Regions from separate parts of the Mus musculus genome. Here all the other regions are linked to region 1. The links are chromatin contacts, called in public Hi-C and HiChIP or PLAC-seq maps. All regions are on one chromosome and are shown on one strand. The core of a region is the stretch at or near the end of the contact, and the rest is flanking DNA. Distances in the headings are between cores, read along the strand shown. Region 1 overlaps Nsmce2 (NSE2/MMS21 homolog, SMC5-SMC6 complex SUMO ligase). Region 2 has its middle 42 kb from the start of Gm36819. Region 3 has its middle 22 kb from the start of Gm36819. Region 4 overlaps Gm36819 (a long non-coding RNA gene). Region 5 has its middle 4.6 kb from the start of Gm19510. Region 6 has its middle 35 kb from the start of Gm19510. Region 7 has its middle 56 kb from the start of Gm19510.

Region 1 (3,243 bases), core at 430-2,929:
TATCTTTATTGTATGCTTAATAGTGCCCAAATTATGTTGGAGCAGAGGTAGTGTGTTCACAGGTCCTCGTACTTAGTACTCATTCAAGGTTGTTCATTTTTTCCATCCATGGCTTTCTTTGTTCATCATCAATGTTTTCCTTTGACTAGGACAACTCTGAATCAGTCAGTTTCAGGGGAGCCCTGAAAGCATTTGTTTAGCCTCCACCCCAGTGTGGTGAACAGCCATGGCCTTCTGCTAAGGTTCTTTGCCTCGTGTGGTAGTGGTGGCTGCTGTTCTTGCATTAAGGCATCTCCCCCGCCTGATGTGTAGTAAGTGCTCAGTAACCATTGGCAGGTAAAGGAGTTTCTGAACTTGGAAAGGGGTGTCTGCAACCCTTCTCACTGAGGTCTGAATTCTGTGGGTTCGGCTGGTTGCTTTGTAAGTTAATATATACCTGAAACTTTTTAGTTCTGAGGGCAAGATGATTTTAGGATTTGGACTAGTTATATTTGCAGATGAACTATCTACTCTGTAATGGATTTAGTTAAAAATATAGCTGGTTAGTGCTTATGCCAAGCCAGGCTCTTCTTTGAGCACTGTACCTACATGCTAACAACTTTATGAATTTGGTACTATTCTTTATCTTTTTCTTGTTTTAAAAGGTTTGCATTTTATTTTTATGGGTATGAGTATTTGCCTGCATAAATGAGTGTACACTACATGCATTCCTGGTGCTGATGGAGGCCTACGAGGGTATCAGATCTCCTTGATCAGGCGTTATAGGCTTTCCTGAGTTGTCATATGGGTGGTAGGAATCGAACCTTGGTCCCCTGCAAGAATCACAAGTGTTCTTAACCACTCAGCCACCTCTCCAGCCTTCAGTACTATTCTGATACCCATTATAGAGGTGTGGAAACAGTCTTTCCAAAGACTACACAGTCCACAAGAAAGAAATCAAGCAGACTGCCCCTTCAATTATGTGGTGTGCAGCTTCCCACGTCTGGGTTATTATGTGATGGGAGGGCTGTGGGGAGGCAGATGGCAGGAAGGTGGAAAGTCCTCCAGGATTTCTCCTGGACTTTGGGAAGAAACCAGCTGCTGACTGGTTATATCATACACCTGATACTGCACACTTACTTCTAGTGGGAGGCAGTTATAACATGGGCATTCAGTTTTAATTTTACCACACTAATATCTGTGTGGAGGAATAATTACAACTTTGAAGTTCAGTGTAGTGAGAAGTAACCAAGTTTCTATTAAACATTGCTCAAGCACTGAGTAAGTCATTAAATTCAACTCCTGATGAGTGTAGATTGCTTAATATCTGTCTGTCAGGAGACACACAGATAGACAGATAGATGTCACTAGATGTAGGTAATTGGATCTGAGTTTACAGAGAATTCAGGTTTTGGTTTGATTTTGACACAGAAGTTGAGAATATTGTTTATACTGTCATCTGTTTGTATTTCTCAAAAAAAAAGGTAAATGTCTTTTACAGAAAATATGGAAGAATCAAGTTCTCATATAAAGAGATCTGGAAATAACTTATTCCCAGTCTTTAGAAAATAAACTTTTCTGGCTGTGTGTGCCATTTAGTCTAAGGAATTTAAACTAAAGTCAGGCAACCCTTGCCACCATCCTTCTTCTTCGCCAAAATGGTCTGTGTATTTAATGACATTTCGTGTTTATCAGATTCTTCTAAGTGTGTGAGTCATGTTGACTCACAGTCAGCAATCCTTAGCAACACTAAATGTCTGCTTTGTCTTAGCTTGGTAAGTCACTAATAAAATACATGCTGCTGAATTTAATCAACTCCATGTAATTGGTTGTTTCTGTTCAGACATGCTTGTGTGTGGCTTTGTAGAATAGAAAAATTAACCTGATCCCACAGTTTTCTTGTTGTTTGTTTAGAACAAAACTTTAGAAAGCAGCTTGACCCTGGACAAAGCCGTGCAGCTGATTAGATATGCAGGTGGGAAGAATAAGTAGGTGACATTTGTCTTGAGGGTGTGTCTCTCTAGTGTGTGTGTGCACACATGTCCTACTTGTAAAAGTAAAGAGATTTTATGGGTTGATAAGAGCTGGAATACTAGGTCCTCTTCTGGACAGTAGAGAGATGTTAGAGAGGGGACCTTATATCTGAGATCATAGGGAGCTTTCAACAAGGGCACCTCAGAAATCCATGTGAGGTGTAGTGAAGTTCAAGGTCTTTGTATGTGGTTTGCTTGGAGAGACAAGGAGGGCAAAGCCTACATTTTGATGTTTTAGTGAAGGCTGGGCTAGTAAAGGCCTAGAGACTGTGAGTGACTTTCAGCTCTATTTCCCAACCCCCAGAGCTGGACCTCAGGGAAGTTTATTCCATGGGCTGCAGGCACAGCACCCCTGTGGTTAGGGAAGGCCCTGTTTAGAATAAGTAGGTCCAGAAGTGTACCTCTTACCCCCCCTCCCTCACTGACCTGGTTGCCGGTCTGGAATGGCAGTTGGGTTGCTCTGTTGATCATGACCAGGTGGACAAGGATATGCCATGATAAGAACTGCTTCCCCCACCTGCTTCTGCTTTTCAACCAGTGGCTTAGAAAATACTGAACAAACAGGCATGAGTCAACCCTGGATAGTACTGCATCTGAATGGGGAAAATAAATATCTCATGCTCCCATACTGCGCTACATAAAGACAGCATATTGCCATGCTTGTCACCTAGTTCTTAGCCACAAGTTGGAAGTTATTCCTCCTTAAGAGTCCATGTCCATAAAAGCAGCTTACTTGCCTCCTGCCCTCCTTTCTCAGACCAGTCTCTACTTTTGCCACGCTCTTCTACACCGGGACAACTGGCATCAGTGGCTATGGTTTCGCCTTCAACATTCATATTTGTTCCCGCCTCAGCCCATTATCTTCCTCTCATTAAAGCCTATAAATTTTGTTTGAAGTTGGGTTTGATTCTAGCACTAAGTCACCCATTTCTGCTTAATATACCTTCAATGCTCTTTCAGTGCTTCAAAGCAGGGAATAGTAAGAGTTATTGCTGTTGGTGCATTTTAGCATTGAGTAACAGATGACGTGTCTAATGAATAGCGTGGCTGCTGAGATTGCATAATTATAGGTTTGTCTGCCTTTAGGAAAACCATAAGCAGGCCAGCTTCATCCAGTTAGAGACTTCTCCAATTATGTAAGCATGAGAGTATTTCATTCTAAAATGAAGCCTTCTTCCAGTGATTCTGTTATTCTTTGTCTTGGGGTGGGGGTTGTTTTGTTTTATTTTGT
Region 2 (3,243 bases), core at 233-2,732, 450 kb after region 1:
AAAAAGCCAAAAATGGAACAGACACTGAAGAAAGGGCCATCTGGGGACTACCCCATGAGGGGATCCATCCTGTCTGCAGACACCAAGCTCAAGACACTGTTGCTGGTGCCAAGAGGCACTTGTTTGACAGGAGCCTGGTGTGGCTGTTCCCTGGGAGGTTCAGCCAAGAACTGGCCAATGCAGAAGTGGATGCTTGGAACCAACCATCAGACTGAGCCAACCACTGAGCTGTCCCAGTGAGTTTGCTGGTGGAAGGACTGGAGGGGTGGAGAGGGATTGCAACCCCATAGGAAGAAGAGTGTTGGCTGGCTGGACCACCCAGTAATCCCAGGGACTAGACCACCAGCCAAGGAGTGTACAGGGAGGGATCCATGACTCCAGATACATATGTAACAGAGGATGGCCTTGTCTGACATCAATGGGCGGGGAGGCCCTTGGGCCTGTGGAAGTTTGATGTTCCAGCATAGGGGAATGCTGGAGTGGTCGGGCAAGAGTAGGTGAGGAGCACCCTCATAGAGGCAAAGGAGAGGCAGGAGAGGGTGGATGTGGGAGGGGCATTTGTGGAGGGGTAGCTGGGAAGTGGGATATCATTTGAAATGCAGACAAATAGAATAATTAATAAAAATAAAAAGACTTGAGTATTCACAGAAATGACCCTGGAAAATCCATGGATCCCAATGGATTAACAAGGTAGGTGCTTCACAGGGTCAAGAACTAATTATTGATGCCTTTATAATGTCGTTCTATTGTGAAGGTGAGAAAGCTTCTCCATCTTGTCCCAGCTGAAGCCATCTTTGGCTCCCTCACCCCCTGCTATTAGAAGTCCCGTGGGAAAGCACCCAACCTTGTTTTAGAAACTCGGGGTTGAAATGCCCTAGCTAACGGCATGCTCTTGACTCTTGGTAAACTGCTTGTTAAACTTGCTTCCCTGCTGGCAAACCAGGATATAGTTTTTCTGTGTTCTTTAATTTTGAAAGCTCCCTGCAATGCGCTTTCAGGGCTGCCTTTTGGGAAGCGTTTCTCTTCAGGCCGTCCCCAGCCTGCTCAATACAGACTCCCAATTCAAATTTTGGTCATGCCGGGTGAGTGGTCCTTGGGTCTTTACCAGGTAACACTATTACTAAAATACCATTGAACAGCGACTGTACCAGTAATAGCTGTGTTAGTAGCAGTGCTTGTCACATGATGAGAATTGGGTAAGCCAGGGGCTATGGCTGGTGAGACTAAGTGGTAAACTCTACATTCCGTTGCTAACATCCCTTCATTCTCGGTGGCTGAACAGTTACTTAAGCTTTGATGCGAATCGTGTTGTTATGGGGAGCGTGTCTTCTCAACAAACAGCGACTTGAGGACCCTTCCATTTTGTGAACGTCGTTAACTAAGGAGCTGTTGAAGTCATCGTGGAAGGGGAAGAGAGAGTGTGGCAATAGGTCAGAGGCTGTGACAGCACCCATCGGTCAGCATCCTACTGAACTAACTGCAAGGGAGATCCAGAGATGTGGTCTCGCGTGCTTGGGGAAAAGAGGAAACAGGCTTGGGGAGCGTCTAGAAGCTTCTGCCATTGTGCAAGCAGTAGAGGGAGATTGTACGCTTGGAAGTCTAACTGGAAGTCATAGACTGGAGGGGCGTGCTGGCAAACAGGGTGGAAATCAGGGGAGGTAGTTAGCCGGTACCAGCCAAAGCTAATCTCAGGTCAGCAGTGCAGTGTTTGTGCTCTTAGCTCTCTCATCCTTGGGGGTTGCGCTGCTTACACTGAGAAGGCATCTGAGAATCTGACAATTGGTAAAGGGCTAGAGGCAGACATTTATAAGAAAGGAAATAACTTGAGAGAAAACGTGTGGATAGTGCGGACCACCGCAGTTAAGAACTCTTTTTTCCCCCCGCGTAGCCCTATTTGTCTCCCCCTGGTGGCCATTATAAGCAACCATAGTTCCCTTCCCGGAGCTTAGCTGCTTGAGCAAGATCAAGTTATTCATCTCCTCAGTCACCCGAGCATCCTTGATGTCAGACTCCCAGCAGTTGACAGTTCTAACAGCAGCTCTTGGTGATGGTTTCTGAGGAGCAACAGTGATGTAAAAACCCAGCATAGAAACTCAGGAGACTCATTTGACTGCCTTCTGTCCATCTAGAGCAGTGGTTCTCACCCTTCCTAGTGCTGTGACCGTCAATTCAGCTCCTCATGTTGTGCTGATCCCAACCACAACATTATTTGTGTCGCTACTTTGTAGCTGTAATTTTCTACTGTTATGACTTGTAATGTGCAGGATATCTGGTGTGCGACCCCTGTGAAAGGGATGTTCGGTCCCCACAGGGCTTGCCACCCATAGGTTGAGAACTACTGATCTAAATTTTTCAGAATTCAGAACTTTTCCTTCAGTGACGCTGACAGATGCCCTTCACCTTTCTGTGTGATTTTTTTGGGGGGGGGGGAACAAATCATCTAAGGATGGAGACGTTTGCACTTTCTAGGTGCCTTTGTTGACGCCCCACAACCTTAATCACCTCATCATATGGGTGTGCACTAAAACAGGGAGGCCAAGTTTTCAGATGAGGAAACTGAGGTCCAGAGAGCCTATGTGACTTGTTGAAGGTGCCATTGCTCTTAACGTGTCAGAGCTTGTGCTAGTGCGATGGCCACAAGACGCTTTCTTTCTTCACACGGTGTTGTACCAATCATAACCACAGCTGTGAGGGAGGTGTTTTAAGGTCCTCTCAGCCATTCTGGCCCAGATGGCCTATGGTGTTCACACTAGTGATCTCTGGTGTGGTGGAGAAAGCACACATCGAGCGACTGCATCTTTTAAGTACTTAGATTTTTGATATGTCACTCTTGCCTTGCCAGATCTTCTTCTTTTATTTTTGCACAATGTGTTTAATCATCATGTACCACTGTGGGCATTTTCTAGGCTAAATTTAGATGACTGAAGTCCCCGCCCAGAACCCTCACCATCCTTTAAATAACCTAGATTATTTTGAAAAGTTCCAGCCAGGCTCCTGGCTTTGGGGGAACAAATAAAAAAAGATATGGGCTGTGTCCTTGATTGGGAGAAAGCCGACCTGTAGGGCAGTTGGGAAAAGCGCTGGATCGGGGGTGGGGTGGGGGTGGGGCTAGTGGGGTAGAGTGGAGTTGGGTGGGCGGGAGCGGAGCCGAGCGGGGCGCTGAAAACCTTGTTGAGACATCAAGACCAGTCCTGATGTAGAGAAAAGAGGAAAAGTTTCCGTGGTGAATTCAGTTGCCCCATT
Region 3 (3,243 bases), core at 549-3,048, 430 kb after region 1:
TCCAAATATTATATCCTCTTTTAAAATTTTTTATTAATATTTTTAACCCAGTGAGTCCAATAGTGCCCATTGGTGCATGGAGATGGGGCCATCCACTGGGAGCGTGGTACCTTCCCAGTGACCCTCTCTCAAGGCAAAGGTACACTTCCTCCTTCCAGCAGTCATCAACTTCCAACAGCTCATCAGTCAGGGCTGGGGCCTTGGGAGACCCTCCCCCAACCATACTGGGATATTTAACTGATTTCTGAACCCATGTAAGCTACTGTTGAGTTTGTGTATGAAGCACACTTGCCATGACCAGAAGACAGCACTTCACAGAACCCCTCTCCATCCTCCAACCTTTGTCAGAGAAACTTCTTACAGTAGTTGGTAGTGGTTACTACAGGCATGGATTGCTATTCAAGTGCTGAGAATAAGCAACAATAAAAAAATAATAACAGTAATTAATAGTCAGCTATAGATGGGATATCCCCAAGGTACATGGCACACTCCAGAAGAGGGGACAGAAAGAATGTATGTATACATAACACAGGCACAGCTTCCAGAGTCTGTTTAGTGTTGTTTTGTATGCACAGGCTGACCACTTGGGATTAGACAACCTATCAGGGGTCACTGTTCTTGGAGAAAGCTGGTTCTTGAAGTCCCCCAATGATCATCTGTAGCTCTTTGTCTAGGCATGGAACTTTGTGAAATTTTCCCATCTACCTTGGCACATCAACTGGAGTTGTTATTATGCAAGTCTTGATTAGACAACCATATTGAGATTTCATGGGTGTAGCTTTCCTGTCATGTCTAGATGATACTATCTAACACTGAGTGTCCTGGTTCTCTGGCTCTTATGATATTTCTGCCCCTTCTTGGGAGGTTTCCCCCAAATGATGCACTGTGATTGTATATGGGTCAGCACTCTGCATTGAGACGAGATTACTTCTTGTCTCTGAAACTGGATCTTGAGAGCTTACTTAAGTCCAGAGTCAGGATAGAGATGGGATGTAGCGTCTGGTGCAAGATCGGATCATGTTTGGCCTCAGTTCATTGAACTGGACTTAAATGAATCTAGTCATATTGTAAGTTATACCTGCACATTCAAACTATCACCCATAAGGATCATTCTACAGATATCAATGACCTTGAAACAACCGTTCCCTGGAGAATGAGATTCATTCCTGGTTCTCGATATGAATACGGCATTGGTAGTCTAGGTGGTAACTCACTCTTTTCTAGACTTGAAAGAATTAGAATGTTAAAGAGAAAAGTGTTGGGGTACCAGGCAAGTGACACTGTAGCCCACTGTGGAGGCTGAATGATGGCAGACAGCATGAGTTCTGGAATCCCACTGTGTGCACTGATTGAACTATGTCCTGGCTGTGTGACTTTAGGCTAGTTTCTGAGTCTGTCTGCTCTTCGTTGACCATGACGGTAAGTTGAGGATTCGTCACCTACCTTACAGAATGGTTGAGTATGTTAGCAAAAAGGGAATGAATGGGTCTGTGCTTACCACATAGCAGATGTTGTGCAATTGTTCCTTCCTCATGTCCCTGCCCTGCACTGGGCTGGAATGTCTCCCCGGTGATCCCACCTAACAGGACTTGTTATGTTCTAGTTGTTAATCTCCTTCCCATATTAGTTCATGGCTGTGTTCCTGGTGCCTAGCAGCCGAGTGCCTGAGACATCCCTGGTGTTCCGTGTTATTCTTAATAATATTTGTCAGGAGGAATGAAAGGATTCAGAGATCAGCTGGCCCAAGCTGGAGCCCTGAAGATCAGTGTTACAGGAATTAGGTGTGAGTCATCTAGGCATGTGGCCATGGCCTGAGGAAGCCTGCTTCTAGGTCCGGAATAATCCGAATCTTCCAAGGGGAGGCACATGGAGACAGGAAGGGCTTACTCAATACCTGCTCTGGGCCAGAGGTTGACATGAGCTTGTCCCTCACTGAGGCACACGGTGTTAGAGCAGGTCATCACCAACAGATGGCACTCTGATGGCCAAATGGAGGAGCCCTCAGGGTCCTACTCTCTCGGTCCACCTGCCCAGACATGGGAGGAAACTGGGCAAAGACTTAGAGTTGAGCAGAAAATCCAACCTTTTTCTCTTGCCAAACCACCTCTGCAAATTATGATGCCTTCAGAGTCTGGGTTTCCTTCTTAAACAAAATTCTGAATCAGTTGTAATTCCTGTCCTGTGAGGAGGAGAGAAAAAAACCTTTTCTCCCACAGGTACAACTTCCTGTTAATGTTTCCCTTTTAAAAATTAGCACATATTGTATAACACAATTAAATCAAATAATCAATGTTACCACAACACTCTTCTATATGTATATTATGAACTTTGGTCTCTTGCTTCATTTCCTATTTATTTTGTGTGTATGTGTGTATGAGTGTGTGTGTGTGTGTGTGTGTGTGTGTGTGTGTGTATGTGTAAGCCAGAGGACATATCTGAGAGCCCTTCCTTAAGAACATTAGCCTTTGTTTGTTGATTCAGGAGCCAATATGTATGTATGTATGTATGTATGTATGTATGTATGTATGTATACATATACATACATATATTTATAATAAATGACAGGGTCTTGTTATATAGCTTAGTATGGCTTCAAACTCATGATGCTCTTGCTCCCCTCACTGCTGGGATTGCTCCTGTGTACTGGCATGCTCCGTTTCATCATTTAGATCTTAATTTGACACCTGTTTCTATTGTACTGTTCTGCAAGCTGCTGCTCAAAGTAATTTATGAGTATTGGCTCACTCTAACCATCTTGCTGGCCTTAGAAGATTGGTACCATCATCCCTACCTGATGGGAGATTGAAGCACAGAGATGCAAGGTGTATCACTTATGACCTATAACTAATGTGTCATAGGAATGGGGGACCAACTGGCTAGTTCCAGAATCAGGGCTCAGAATGACTCCATCTCATTGTTGTCTCGCTTGCTACCTTCATATACGGCTCAGACAACCTACCAAGGAACCATTGCTGCTGAGAGATCTAAGGATATAGGGGTTCCAAGGAGACATGCTTGCTCAAGTTTGCTCAGCTGCATGAGGTGGGGCGGCAACCGAGACTCATGATGTCTGATTCCTGAGTGGCAGCAGGCTGGGCTAACTGACCAGTCTACAGAGGAAAGAGGTCTTCCCTTAGAGGTTCAGAATCCGTGGGTGCCTCCCAGAGAGTCCTTTTCCAATCTGTTTTGTTTTTTTTTTTCTTCCCTGTCTGCTTCTTCGTCTGCTTCATGTTCAATGTCAGT
Region 4 (3,243 bases), core at 530-3,029, 420 kb after region 1:
AACTCTTTGTTAGCATCCTTGAAAAAAAAAAAGTCATGTGTCATGCTCTCTGCAGTTTCCACTCCCCAGGGAAGGCTTGGGGCTTATTCCTTGCGCTACCATGGCTCTGTGTAGTAACTTGTGACCTGCAACCTAGCCATTCCCCAAGAGAGCTTGCGTTTCTTCAAACGCAATGCAAGGATCATGGCAATTCATTCCTTAAAAGCTTTGTGTTGGGACAAATACAACCCCAGCCTCACGCAGGCCTGGGGCTGGTGAGTCACATGACAGAAGCCAGCTCTTTATGATTTTTAAAAATATACTGTGGTTCTCATTTTCACACCATTGAAACTACTTGTTGTCTAGGACCCACTCTCTTGAGACTGGCTCATTGGAGTAGAGGACCCTGTCCTTCTGTCTGGCTCTGCCATCCTGGGTAAGTCTCCTTCACAGACTCAGTTTCCCCATCTGCTGATGGTGGTACTCAGCTCTCTACAGAGATCAAGTGATCACAACCAAAGAACACTTGGGATGTGAATGTGAGGAATGGTGTACAATGGTCTTTTGCCTTAATTTTCTAGCGTTTGAGTCTTCTTTACCCTGGATGGCTCTGTGCATCCTTCTTAGCAGCAGGATCTCTGGCCTGAAGGCCAGCCAAGCCTCCAGGACCTCTCATCTGTTGAACACTGAGCAGGCAGCCATGTGCCCAGAGGTGCTCAGTATATGAAGAGTAAACTGCACGGTAAAAGCCATGCATTTACAGAGCATGGTCATGCCACAGAAGCTGGATATGGAAAGATGGCAGCTCTATATGCATATGTAAGGTCAAAGCCCACAAAAGGCCTAGCAAAGGGCAGGGTGATCGTAATGCAGCCGCTGCATTATTCATTCAGAAAGGCAACCGTTGCTCTCTGGCTTTGGGAGACGAGGGGGAGAGTAAACAGACATGGGTCCTTGAAGGGACACAGTTGAACAGCTTAGGGACTGACCTGACTGGGGCAACAGGGAATAAAAGAAAGCAGGCACAAAGGCACAGGCGCAGGAAAGCTGGGACCAGGTGGGTCATGTGCTCTGATAGAACTCAGCAGTTCATTTCATACACCCGTACTAAGGAGCTGGGTTGGCTGTCCACAGCTGAACAAGTGTGTAGTATGCAGCTGAAGGAGGAGGGCAGACTTAACTAGTCTTGGTGGGGGTCTCTATGGGGAGCAGTCTCGGGCTGTGAACACACGGGAGGAGGAAGCTGCCCTGGACATTTTCTGCCAGTATCCAATATCCATGCACCAGGGAAAGGCTTTCTAATTCCCGTGAGTCTGAGGCATTGGTGGCATTGACGTGACCACTTTCGTGGCCCTTTTCCTGTCACCAACAAACATTCACTCAGGACTTTATTCACTCCCCGCAGTACCAGGCATATACGAGCAGAAGCATCCTGTCACAGAGTGACGTCATCTTTCTGGAGTCATCTCCTCTTCCCTCGTCGTCCCACTCATTCCTCTCCTGTGCTGACCACATTCTGGGGAAGGCCTGGAAGAAATGGAAGCCATCCTTCACGAGTCCCCCACCAGGTGCTTGGCACGGTGCTCTGCATCTGATGTGAAGTTCGCACTAAGTCCGGGACTGTAATTCTCCTTTTGCTGACAGTGAAAGAGTCCTCAGGAAAGCAGGGTGCCTTTGCGCAAGGCCAACCAGCAAGAAACAGGACCTGGATGACAGAGCCAGCTGCCTCCCCATATGAGGGCACTGGGAGAAGCGGGGTAGGCAAGGAAGGAAGCGGAGTCATTCACTGCCTCAGGCAACAAGCAATAGATTTCCCTAGATCCCGTCTGCTAGGCACTTAGATGCTTGGAAGCTGAGGCTGCAGAAACTGGCTTCTTTCTGACTCAGAGGTGCCATCTTCAGGCCAGCGGAAGTGTTGCAAACAGGAACAAGCACCTGCCCCTCTGCTCTCCACTAGACAGGCACCACCAGATGCTGGCTGGGGAAGGGACCTTCCATCTTAAAATATTCCAGAGTGAGGCAGAGGGATGGACTAGCTCAGAGTTACAGAGTTAGAGATGGCAGAACAGGAGCTGCACCCCTATGACCCCGTCAGTGACCCCTCACTTTCCAGACTCTCTTTCATCATCTTTCATCATGCATCCTCACTTTCTTCCCACTCTCCTCTTCCTCTTTCTTCTTCCCCTTCTTCCTCCCCTCCATCCGACAGCTGTTATTGAGCACTTTGTAGGTTTTGGGCATAGTCTCCCGCCTGGGATAGGAAGTCTGGGTGCGGGAAAGTCTGCTCTCAGGGATCGTTGTTGAATTGATTAGTTGACATCGTAACTTTCCAACTATAGCTGAGATGCATAGAGCAAGTCTTACCACATTTCAGGCCCTCCATAGAGGCTTCGTCTCACTGACTTCTCACAGAATAGAAGATTCAGCCGTGGGGCAGTTTGGGAGCATGCTCAGTAGGACCCAGTAAGTTGTGGAGCCGTGACTCAAAACCCAGATCCTTTCTACCTCAGAACCAGAGATGTCAACTGCAGTGTTGTATGTCTTCTCTAAAGGATAACCCAGGAAGCAGGCATGTTCTCATAACATTTTGTTCTCTACAATATTTGCTTGTTCTGGGTCTGAGCGAGGTGAAGGCCATCTTCTCCAGTTCCTTGCTTCTGAATTCTGAGGATTTTTATTGAGGTATTGTTAGGTCCTGGTTACTGAGCAAGGTATCAGGCACAGGGAAGGGACTGACTCAGAGAGAATCATGACGTGTAGATGGCAGTGTTACAGAATCAATTAGCAATCATGTCTTTGTAGAAGCACTCCACATCACTGGGAAGGATCCAGTTACATTGTCTGGTAGAAGTGGCCCTCCTCTCCCAGTTGTGTAGTGAATTACCTGAGTGACCAGACATACAGTCCCTGACTCAAGTCTCCTAGAAACACAGGCCAAATTCAAAGAGCTGAGAGACAAAATGGTCACATGAGCCTTTACAGGGCAGCTGAGGGGCCTGGGAATCCTAAGATAAAGACGGGTTTCTGGTCCCCTCAACAGGGGCCATCATCAAGTTTTGAGGAAATGAGCCTCTGTGTTCTGATACCATTTTAGTTTCCATTTCTTCATTAGCTACAAGCTTGCATTTCTCTTAAGTTCACAGGAATCCTGCCTTTGTTCTTCCTTTTTATGGGGAAGGTCTAGCTTCTCCTATGTGTGTGGATGTGCTCATGAGCACGCACGATTGGCTCCTGAAAGTAGAACTCACCAGCTTATAGGTGTCA
Region 5 (3,243 bases), core at 456-2,955, 390 kb after region 1:
AGACGTAACATAAGAGTTGGAGGATTCCTTACGGTGGGGAAGTCACGGTGGGGGGAGAATTCCCATGGTGTTTACTCACATCTCTGGGTACCAGCGAACAGATATAGGACAGGAAGTGGAGCCAGACTATAAACAGAGGCATATTTCCTCCAGCTGGTCTCCACCTCCCCAAAGTTCCATACCTTCTTCTAACAGAGCTACCAATTAAGAACCAATTGTTTAAACACATGTTCGTGGGGGGTGGGGGGGTGGCGGGGCATTTTTCACCCAAACCCTAACTTATGTGGAAGCTAGTTAAACTCTCCAAAGTCACATGGCTAGAACATTTCACAGATAGGATTTGAACCTAAATCATCTGGTTTGCCACAGGGACCTAAATCTGGGACATAGGCAGAGGGTTTTGATCACCTCGATGTGGATGGAGGGTGACCTTGATTTTGCAGATGTGGTGAGCTGTGGAAGGACTTCATGTTCTCATAGTGGATAGTCTTGAGGTGGATTTCAATTGTACTGTGCAGAGGGAGAGAAGCTGTGGGGTTGGGGTGGGGACCAGTCCCTGGGTCCTGGTAGTAGAGGGATAGTTTCTTCCTTTATCAAATTTGTGACTAGAAGAAGACAATCAGTTGTTTGGTATTTTCCTCCCTTTCCTGGAAGTGCCAAGGCTGCATGAAGAGAAGCTTTCAGAAGCTCTGTGGGTGGCTAGGAACATCTGGCATGGAAGTTGCTAAGCAACTCCAGAGGCCTGCCTTCTGGTGAAGCCTGAGAACTGGCCTGGCCTCCTTGGCCAGTGAAGGACATGGCTTCCTTAAAACACTTGTATCCTGTGCCTTTCAGCATTCTCCTGGTCAGCCTTGGGTGACAGTGATGAGTGTGGACACATAGAATATTATCAAAGCAGACAGTATTTGCTGCAGGCTCTTTCTGGGGACCCTGGGACCAGCCATTGGACACTTGGACTTGGCATTTTGGATATTCCCAACCTGCTCTTTAATGAGTCTAATTTCGTGTGTGGGTGACAATGGGAACAGAAGTAAAGAGGGAAGCTGAGATGTACTGTAGGCTGAATTAACGAATTTCAAATTATATATTGAAGTAAGAATCCTTGTGGCTTCAGAATGTCCCTGTACTGGGGAACAGGCCCCTTAAAGAACTATGTAATGTTTACTGATATCATTGGGGTCGTAATGCTTACTGAGACTCTTGGGGAGGTATATTAATCCAAGAACTGGGCTCTTCATCAAAAGAGGGAACTTGAATCCAGACTTCCTATAGAAGAACACAGGAAGGAGCCAGCCATGAGGCAGCCCAGGAGAGTCAAAGCAAGCCTGCTTACACTCTGCTCTTGGACTTCAGCCTCCAGAATTACAAGAACATAGATCTTGGTTGCCTGAGTCATCCTGGTACAACATCTGCTTCTTCAGCTCTAGCAAGCTATTGGAAGGGGTCATCTCATTCACTGTGCCCCCCGGTCATGGCACTCCCATCTCCATGGGGTCAGTCTAGCCAAACAGGAAGGGATTTCTGGCTAGAGAGGGACTGGGTGTAGGTGACACTGGGCATGGGCCTACAGGGCTGTCATAGGCTAGATGGGTAAGCCTTGCCCTTAGGGAGCTTCTAATCCCATGGAGAGACAAGTACACTGTGAGCTAAGTACCTATGAGTCACTCAGTAATGAAACATTCACATGAGACAGCAAGAGAGGTGAGAGTCCATGGTCCAGGATGATGTCATAGAGGCTTGCTTCAAAGGCTCAGCCTTGGGGCCGACCTGTGCATAACAAGTGTGAGGTCCTGAGTTCAAATCCCACAAATCCTTATAAAAATCCAGGAATGGGTATGTGTGCCTGCAACCACAGGGACTAAAGCAGAGAACAATATAGAAAAGTACTTCATGTCCTTGTCTGGCTTCTGTGTATGCCTACACAAGCATGCACACTCACACACTGTGGTGTATATGCCCACCCCTGTAACATGTATCCCATACCTCTCTCTCTGTCTCTGAATCTGTCTCTGTCTCTGTCTCTCTCTCTCTCTCTCTGTCTCTCTCTCTCTCTCTCTCTCTGTCTCTCTGTCTCTCTGTCTCTCTGTCTCTCTCTCTCTCTCTCTCTCACACACACACACACACATACACACACACACACACACACACACACACACACACACACACACACGATGCAGAGAAACACAGGGTTTTCTCGGGCACTGCAATCAGACACTGGAGGAAAGAGTACCCAAGAGGAGGTGTGTACATGTGAAAATGCTCAGAGGCACTTACTATGATGTCGAAGACCAGGCCTGGAGCTGCATCAGACAGGCCACCACACACGTAGGCTGGGTTCGGGAACCTCAGAAAGAATACAATTTATCAGTCAGTGTGCTGGGCCAGTGATATCCTAGGCTAGTAGGGGGAACCATAGGCAGGTCACTCAGTTTTCTGGGATGTCAACACTCTCTGTTGCAAAAGTAGCAATGATCACAGCTCTTGCCTTGTAGGGGTGCTGTGAAGACTAGGTAGGTGTACTGGCTAGTTTTGTGTCAACTTGACACAGCTGGAGTTATCACAGAGAAAGGAGCTTCAGTTGAGGAAATGCCTCCATGAGATCCAACTGTAAGGCATTTTCTCAATTAGTGATCAAGGGGGAAAGGCCCCTTGTGGGTGGGACCATCTCAGGGCTGGTAGTCTTGGTTCTATAAGAAAGCAGGCTGAGCAAGCCAGGTGAGGCAAGCCAGTAAAGAACATCCCTCCATGGCCTCTGCATCAGCTCCTGCTTCCTGACCTGCTTGAGTTCCAGTCCTGGCTTCCTTGGTGATGAACAGCAGTATGGAAGTGTAAGCCGAATAAACCCTTTCCTCCCCAACTTGTTTCTTGGTCATGATGTTTGTGCAGGAATAGAAACCCTGACTACTAAGACAAATTGGTACCAGTGGAGTGGGGTATTCCTGTGACAACCTGACCATGTTTTGGGGAGGACTGTGGAAGGACTTTGGAACTTTGGGCTTGAAGATCCATCCATTGTTAAGACCTCTGTCGGATGTTGTGTAGGAGCTTGGAAGATAATGTTGAGAACACTGCAGAAGTTGGAGCTCTGGTGTGTGAAATTTCAGAGGGAAAATTAAAGACTCTTTTCAGGGCCATTCCTGTTTTGATTGTGAAGATTCTGTAGTTCTGGTTAGCTGGGGCTGAAGAATCAGCTGTGATTAACAAGATACCAGAACTACTAAAGCAAAAACTTTGCATTACTGG
Region 6 (3,243 bases), core at 418-2,917, 350 kb after region 1:
GTTTGTGTGGCAAACACCTTTATCTGCTGGGCCATCTTGCTGGCCCAAGCTGACAATTTGGGAAGTTGATTTAGAAAGTTGGATAACTTCAGACTCACCAGTAAGTGCATAGGGTGCAATACATTTGTGAGACCTTGACAAACCAATATAAAGTCTGTTGGAGATTGGTTCTAATGCTTTGATCCAATTGGGAATCTGTATGGCCTTATCTAAGGGTCCTTGTCCCCAATCGGTTTTTGATCAAGCAATAAAGATGCCACTGGCTAATGGTTGGGAAAGGGGTGACAGGGCAGGGCTCTTAGAGTTGCTGTGGGGGAGGAGATGGAGGATCGCCATGATGCAGTGGGAGGTGGAAGAGATTAAGAGCTGCAGAGGGAAGATCATCTGAAATGTAGGAGGAAAGGGAAGCAGCCCCTGACAGGGCTGCCCAGAAGTGTCTTGGGCAGTAAAGACCAATGGGCCTCACAGAAGGTAACAGGGCAGCAAAGTTAAAGGTAGATTTAGAAGGTGTTGAGCCAGGAATACTGGAGGGAAAGTATGCTAGCCGTGGGAGGATTAGAACTGCCCAGCCATTAAGCTAGACAGCATATTAAAAATAAGCTAATGTGTGTGTGTGTGTTCCATTTGCAAATCCAAAGAGTTCCTGGGCAAGTAGCTGGAAGCATATGACCTGCTGGGTGCACAAAAACGGTGTAGCTAAAAACTCACCGCTACAGAATCCACTGTCTACTTGGAAAACATACATTTATTAATTACTCTATGTGGTCCACATTTAATATTGTCCAGCATGCACCAGACATCGGAGATACAGAAATGAATCAAATTCTATTTAGGGTACTGAGTGTGAGACTGGCGTTTGGAGACTGAAATGCTAGCTTCATATGCTGCCTGCATGACTAGAGTAGTTACCTACTGAGTCTTAGGCTCCTCATCTGTAAAATGGGTCTCATAGTAGCAGCACTGTCCTCAGGGGTTAGTGGTGACGATAGATGTGGGAAGCCTCATGGTAAGTGAGCTAATTTGAGATTTAGAGCAGTGCCTGGCATATAAAGAATGCTATGCAAGGTATTTCCTCAAGGAATTAAGTCTGTTGGCAGAGGACACCTCTCTCTCTCTCTCTCTCTCTCTCTCTCTCTCTCTCTCTCTCTCTCTCTCTCTCTTTCTCTCTCTCTCTTTCTCCCTCTCCCTCTCTCTTTCTCTCCCCCCCACTCTCTCCCTCTCTCTGTTGCTGTTGCTTTCTTCATTTAAGGAACTGAAGAGTTGATCAGATCTATTATGTTCTTCATGTTGTGTTTGGGGCAGAGGACTCTCTTTCCTTCTTGCCTCCCATCCTATGGAGTAAGACTCCATCATGAGAAAAAAAAAATAGACTCAAAGCACGCTATGGTTGCCTCTGCTTTACACTATCAATAACAAGACTGGGTGAGAAGAGGCTGGGAATGCAAGGTGCTTGGAGAGTGTTCAGCAAAATGCCACCCACTGGCCTGGGAGGGGAGGGGGTGAGTGGAGGGAGGAATAGTTTCCATTTTTGTCAGGGACCTCACTGTCCTGTGGAGCAGATGTAGCTTTCAGCCTCTGGCAGTGAGGATGGCAAGACAGAGCAGAACAGAGCCCATATTTGGCCAGGGAAGAAGTTCACTTCTCTCCACACCCTCTGACTCACCCTCCCGGCCCGCCAGCCTGGGGCTGAGCTCACAGCCCTCTGACTCAGGCACTGTGGGGTACCCTCTTCAGAGAGGGAGGTTGTCCCAGCACCGAGCTGCAGCCTCGGTTGGGACTCTTTCTCTTTATTAGTTCCTGCTTGTTCTGGGGCTGAGCCTGATGCTGTCTTTGCTGCTGCCCCTCACAAAAGCCCTTTCCACAGAGGATGGGCAGCTCTGAAGAGACCCTTGCATGCAGAAATGGGTCCTGCAAGGTTTGACTTTGTTTTGGGATGTCACCCTTGTGTCTCCCCCTGGAGTAAGCAGTAGACAGTCACTTGGATAGATGGAAGAGTTTTTCCTCTGATGGCAGGAAGGGGGGGGTGGTGGTGGGAATAAAGGGGTGGAGAGGTAGGAGTTCTTGACTCTATGTGACCTCACCCCTTTTTAGGTTTCCTAGCTACATGTGTTAGCCAATCTCACAGGAGATAGCAACTGTATAGGGAACTTTCCAGGCTGCAAGAGCACACGCTCAGAGGAGCTGTATTCGTTCCCTTATTGGTTTTTGTGTGGTCCCTGGAGATTAAGCACTGCTTCTCCTTGGAGCTGGTGGAAGTCCAGACTCTCAGCTCTGACCTGGCCAGCTGGTTGTGTTGTGATTCTTCTCCTGAGGACAGACAGGCATGATGAACTTTGGTCAGCTCTGAATACTTGGACATCTGCTGAGTTTCACACCCCAGACCTATTTCCAGAGGTTGTCACCTTACTGGGCTCAGGTGCATCCTGGACACCTTCAGAGTTGCCTGGGTGACTCAAAGGTGCAGGAAAAGGTCTCCACCATGCTAAGTGAGTCAGGGTGATGCTGATAATCCAGGCCACACACTCCAGTGCATTTAACATCTGGTCGGGCACAGAAAGGAGCCAGCCAGGCTAGGCTTAGCACATGCAAACACATGTGAACCGCAGAAGATGGAGGGTGACTGTTATCAGGGTGACACAGCCCAGCGCTACTGGCTACTGACCTGAAACCAATTGGATTATTGGCACACCTGAATGCACAGCACATGAAACCAGGGGGCCGCACGCATCTCCTGGAGTTTTGAGAAATGCCAAGAAATAGGGGCTGGGGAGATGGGTCAGTGGGTCACTTGATGCACGAGTGTGAAGACTGACCAGGATCCATTAAGAGCCAGGTGGGCAAGGTGGCCACCTGAAATCTCAGCATGTGGGAGGTAGAGATGTGATCCTCAGAGCAAGGTGGCTAGCTAGACCAGCTGAAATAGCAAGTACTAGGTTTAGTGAGAACCCTTGCCTCAGTGTAGAAGACAAAGAGCAACAGAGAGTCAGTATCAACCTTGGGCAGGTACACATTCGCCTGCACACATGTGTATCTACACATATATGAATGTGCATACACTCGAATACATGTAACACACCCACACTCAAAAGAGAGAAAAACAAATGCCAGAAGTAGAGCTTTTCATGAAATGCCTTCTGATTTTAACTGTGATCTCACATCCAAGACTTGCATAGGTTGAAGCCAGACAGGGGTCCAGCACTGAGAGGCAGAAGTAGACACAGGGTCCCACCTTTAAAGAAGTTA
Region 7 (3,243 bases), core at 476-2,975, 330 kb after region 1:
TGTGGGTGGCTGTCCTACAGCTGAATTAGATCTAGAGTTAGCGTTAGATGTCACAGGCTTGAGGGACAGTCCCAGTCCTAGATGATAATTCCAAACAGAAGGTCACCAGGCTGCTTATACTCTGTCCCCACATAACCACAGAAGTTGGAGAGTTCCCACAACCCTACCTGTGTGGATAATTCACTAGGGCAGCTCCTAAGATTCCAGGAAATACCCAACATATGACTGCTGTCTGATTAGAAAGGATACAAATGATGCATAGACCAAGACCAAAAGGTACCCAGGAGAGGGGCCTCAGTAGAGAAGATTCTGTCCCCCCACAGAATTGCTATGAACGAATCTGGAAGAGCTCCAAACCCACTTACCTCTGCTCTCCATAAGGTCTTGCTATATACAACCCAGTCTGGCTTGGAACTCACAGTCTTCCTGCCTTAGCCCCTAACTGATGGGATTACAGGCACATACTGCCATGCTGGGCAGTCCCCAGGTACTCAGGGGTCCTCATGGGACATGTACTGTGTAGACATACTTGATGACATTGTTGGACTTTGGTGATTAATTCAGTCTCTAATCTCCCTTTTTTCTCCAGAGGCTGGAGGTGGTATCAAAAGTTCCAAGCTTTGCATGCCTGTCCCCCCCCCCCCCACAACCCCACCACTAGGAACAGCCTTTCATTAGAACAACAGAGGATCCTGTCCCCTTTATCGTTCAGGAAATTTTAAGAGTTTGGAGAGCTTTGTGCTAGAAATTGAGACAAAGACTAAATGTCTCTCTGTCTAATAGCAGGCTTGGCAAACTGGGGTTGCGGTGCTGTCTTCTACACATGTTCCTCAGCAAAGACGTTGTTCACCAAGGCTGTAAGCTACTGAAATATGTGCAAACAAGAACTACTCTAAGAGTTAGGTCCTGACCGAAAACACATTCATTAACTCACAGGTTCCATGGGGTAGAAATCCTGGAGCTGGTCAGGTGAGTGCATCTTAAGGCTTCTTACAGGCACAGTATGTGGACTGCAATCACCAGCGAGGAAGGGTTTGCTCCTAACTTTTATCATGTTGGAATGATTCAGTTCCTTTTGGGCTCATGGATGGAGAGTCCTGGTTCTTAGTTGCACATGAGCAGAGGGCTTAATCAAGACCTCTCCATAGGCTGCTCCCAAAATGGTAGAGGGTGTTAGGAGCGTGGGAGAGCTTAAAGGCTAAGAGAAGGAGCAAGGACAAGATGGAAGTCAATATCTTTAGAACTCGGATCTCAGACACGGTAGCCTACACCGTATACCACATTCCATTTGTTAGAAGTTACTTGATCTGTGTTCAAGGAAGAGAAATTTAAGGGCATAATGTAGGGAGGACCACCCAAGACCATCTTGGGGACAACTTCTCTTAAGGTTAGTTCTAGGGATAAAACATGGTCATTTTGATGACAACAATCAATTTGAATATGTCAACGCACTGTATTGGTTATTTTTTATATTACAAATCCTGTTATACCCAATATTCATGATACAAATTAGTATTTAAGTAGAATTACAAAAGACACCAGAAACCCATTGTTAGAACTCCCTTATAAAAGTGAAGTCAAAAGACCATCGATTTTCAGAAGACATCATAGCCCCGCTTTTCAAATAACTGCACCAGTACTTTCACTAAGTCATACTCTGGGAGCAGGGGTGTCTCTATTTATAGTTCCTGACGTCATCAACCACAGTGAAACTTCAGTTTCTGCTTGTCCTTCCTCTTTGTCCCCTCCCTGTCATCTTTCTCTGAGGCCATGGATACACCTAAGCACCTGGTGACACACAGCAGCCTGTAGCCTTTCAAACATGGTTTCACATTTATAGTTGTCTCTTGTGGAGATGGGTCTTCACATGACTAATAGCATTTGGCAGAAACCACGGTTCCAAGTCAGCTGATGGCATGGCATCCGATTCAGGTTCTACCTCTCCTAGTCGCCACCTTCCCTCCCTCTCCCTGTAACTTTAAGCCCTTTTCTGGGGCTGATGTCTGAAGTGATCTATTTTCTGAATACTCTTTTTTTTTTTTTTTTCCTTGAGGCAAGGTCTTATGAAATCCACCTGGCCTCACATCCACAGAAATCTTTTTGTCCCAGCACCACGAATGCTGGGATTACACACATCTGCCACTGTGACCCCATTTTGGCTGGATGTGAGACAAGCTATTAGAAAAGCCGAGTTGGGTGGGTCAAGCATAGACACTGGGGCCGAGCAGATCTAGCCCTAGCACTGCTTATAAAAGTTAATAGGTTTTGGTTGATGTTCAAAGTCTAGATGGCAAAAGGCATATTTTAACAGCTAATAATAATAATAATAATAATAATAATAATAATAATAATAAAATCATCTGGCTCTGTTATCCTCTTTTAAATATCTCTGGGACTTTATTCCACAACGGATAGCATTGTGTGGAGAAAAAAACCACATCTCTTTCCAGCCTTGATTTTCCACACCTGACAAATGTGTGCAGCAAGAGTACCTGCCTTGTTGGTGGGATGCTGTGATCTAGTGTAGAGAGTGTGCTCATAGCCTCACCTTCGGAATGTCGAGTGATGCTAAATGCTATGTGTCCCTTGTTTCCTCATGTCCTGAGCAGGGACTAACATACATTAGGTACTCAGGAAAAGCGTCCCTGTAAACAGTGGTACCTGGATGAATAACTGAGATAGTATCACACCGGCAGTGTGCGTTTCCTAAGTTATACAAAGATACAAATCTTTATAAAGGGAAAGCAGTCCCATTAAGAATTCTGCCTTTCCTGTATCCCAATTTCCTGTCTGTGCCTTCTTGGGAATTCCCAGTTATTCCTGGCACTTGACTAAGACTTCAGTTCCCACAGAATAACTCATCAGGAGCTAAACTTTGCACCTGAAGACCTTGTCTTGAAAAGCACACTTTCCAGGTGGGGCAGGGAGTGTGGAAAGGTAGCAGAGGGGGAGGTCACCAACAGAGAGGCCTCCCCATGGGGAAAACAGACAAGCAAACCTGGTGTCAGCCTTTTACATAGACGTTATTTCCTGTTGTATCTTGTATCTTTATAAAATTTGTGTGTCTCGGTATCTGTGATATCTACTGAGTTCAGACAATGGTGATAGGGACACAGTGAGAAGTGGTGACAGATATGGAATAGGTTGATGACACCAGGGTCCTTACCACAGGAACAGATCACGTGGTCTATCCCCAACTCCAGGAATCCTTGTGTAGATTCGGGAAGGCACTGGACTCCTTCC

Evidence for each region. Hi-C and Micro-C count contacts between places; a contact is called where the count stands out from the background. HiChIP or PLAC-seq counts read pairs in DNA pulled down with a chosen protein or histone mark.
Region 2: a Hi-C map of bone marrow-derived macrophages shows a contact between it and region 1, with 19 read pairs. The contact joins two enhancer-like sites. A contact is called at or near these places in 4 of 484 Hi-C or Micro-C datasets (ECoMG myeloid progenitors, bone marrow-derived macrophages, common lymphoid progenitors and 1 more), 2 of 115 datasets of contacts at active chromatin or transcription factors (acute myeloid leukemia and microglia) and 1 of 9 other capture datasets (embryonic stem cells).
Region 3: a contact with region 1 is called in a Hi-C map of bone marrow-derived macrophages, with 19 read pairs. The contact joins two enhancer-like sites. A contact is called at or near these places in 11 of 484 Hi-C or Micro-C datasets (the AML12 cell line, ECoMG myeloid progenitors, the N1E-115 cell line and 7 more) and 6 of 115 datasets of contacts at active chromatin or transcription factors (the NIH/3T3 cell line, acute myeloid leukemia, embryonic stem cells and 3 more).
Region 4: a Hi-C map of embryonic fibroblasts shows a contact between it and region 1, with 3 times the contacts expected there. The contact joins two enhancer-like sites. A contact is called at or near these places in 20 of 484 Hi-C or Micro-C datasets (the AML12 cell line, the C2C12 cell line, CD4 single positive thymocytes and 14 more), 13 of 115 datasets of contacts at active chromatin or transcription factors (acute myeloid leukemia, embryonic fibroblasts, embryonic stem cells and 5 more) and 1 of 9 other capture datasets (embryonic stem cells).
Region 5: a contact with region 1 is called in a FOXA1 HiChIP or PLAC-seq map of pancreatic cancer cells. The contact joins two enhancer-like sites. A contact is called at or near these places in 1 of 484 Hi-C or Micro-C datasets (bone marrow-derived macrophages), 7 of 115 datasets of contacts at active chromatin or transcription factors (acute myeloid leukemia, double positive thymocytes, embryonic basal ganglia and 4 more) and 1 of 9 other capture datasets (embryonic stem cells).
Region 6: a contact with region 1 is called in a Hi-C map of bone marrow-derived macrophages, with 20 read pairs. The contact joins two enhancer-like sites. A contact is called at or near these places in 2 of 484 Hi-C or Micro-C datasets (the N1E-115 cell line and bone marrow-derived macrophages), 6 of 115 datasets of contacts at active chromatin or transcription factors (acute myeloid leukemia, bone marrow-derived macrophages, embryonic fibroblasts and 3 more) and 1 of 9 other capture datasets (embryonic stem cells).
Region 7: a Hi-C map of bone marrow-derived macrophages shows a contact between it and region 1, with 19 read pairs. The contact joins two enhancer-like sites. A contact is called at or near these places in 4 of 484 Hi-C or Micro-C datasets (ECoMG-derived neutrophils, Th1 cells, bone marrow-derived macrophages and 1 more), 6 of 115 datasets of contacts at active chromatin or transcription factors (Th17 cells, acute myeloid leukemia, bone marrow-derived macrophages and 3 more) and 1 of 9 other capture datasets (embryonic stem cells).

What each region holds. Positions count from the first base shown.
Region 1 is chr15:59,410,347-59,413,589 of GRCm38.p6, forward strand. All of the region lies in intron 2 of Nsmce2 (NSE2/MMS21 homolog, SMC5-SMC6 complex SUMO ligase), which reads left to right. Among named protein-coding and RNA genes, the nearest start is that of Nsmce2, 38 kb to the left of the region's middle. Within about 2 kb of position 1,680, at least 110 of the 459 cell types and tissues checked have an H3K27ac peak or open chromatin away from gene starts, as enhancers often do. A contact at or near this core is called in the C2C12 cell line, the HL-1 cell line, the N1E-115 cell line and 7 more, where this site is marked.
Region 2 is chr15:59,863,384-59,866,626 of GRCm38.p6, forward strand. No RefSeq gene overlaps it. Among named protein-coding and RNA genes, the nearest start is that of Gm36819, 42 kb to the left of the region's middle. Within about 2 kb of position 1,483, at least 47 of the 459 cell types and tissues checked have an H3K27ac peak or open chromatin away from gene starts, as enhancers often do. A contact at or near this core is called in acute myeloid leukemia and bone marrow-derived macrophages, where this site is marked.
Region 3 is chr15:59,843,718-59,846,960 of GRCm38.p6, forward strand. No RefSeq gene overlaps it. Among named protein-coding and RNA genes, the nearest start is that of Gm36819, 22 kb to the left of the region's middle. Within about 2 kb of position 1,799, at least 69 of the 459 cell types and tissues checked have an H3K27ac peak or open chromatin away from gene starts, as enhancers often do. A contact at or near this core is called in the NIH/3T3 cell line, bone marrow-derived macrophages, embryonic fibroblasts and 1 more, where this site is marked.
Region 4 is chr15:59,826,777-59,830,019 of GRCm38.p6, forward strand. It overlaps Gm36819 (a long non-coding RNA gene), which reads left to right. Exons shown (of 3, transcript XR_384128.2): 2 at 346-415; 3 at 1,385-3,243. Among named protein-coding and RNA genes, the nearest start is that of Gm36819, 5.0 kb to the left of the region's middle. Within about 2 kb of position 1,780, at least 93 of the 459 cell types and tissues checked have an H3K27ac peak or open chromatin away from gene starts, as enhancers often do. A contact at or near this core is called in the C2C12 cell line, the HL-1 cell line, the N1E-115 cell line and 4 more, where this site is marked.
Region 5 is chr15:59,797,971-59,801,213 of GRCm38.p6, forward strand. No RefSeq gene overlaps it. Among named protein-coding and RNA genes, the nearest start is that of Gm19510, 4.6 kb to the left of the region's middle. Within about 2 kb of position 1,706, at least 49 of the 459 cell types and tissues checked have an H3K27ac peak or open chromatin away from gene starts, as enhancers often do. A contact at or near this core is called in bone marrow-derived macrophages and pancreatic cancer cells, where this site is marked.
Region 6 is chr15:59,758,149-59,761,391 of GRCm38.p6, forward strand. No RefSeq gene overlaps it. Among named protein-coding and RNA genes, the nearest start is that of Gm19510, 35 kb to the right of the region's middle. Within about 2 kb of position 1,668, at least 148 of the 459 cell types and tissues checked have an H3K27ac peak or open chromatin away from gene starts, as enhancers often do. A contact at or near this core is called in bone marrow-derived macrophages, embryonic fibroblasts and pancreatic cancer cells, where this site is marked.
Region 7 is chr15:59,737,651-59,740,893 of GRCm38.p6, forward strand. No RefSeq gene overlaps it. Among named protein-coding and RNA genes, the nearest start is that of Gm19510, 56 kb to the right of the region's middle. Within about 2 kb of position 1,726, at least 69 of the 459 cell types and tissues checked have an H3K27ac peak or open chromatin away from gene starts, as enhancers often do. A contact at or near this core is called in Th17 cells and bone marrow-derived macrophages, where this site is marked.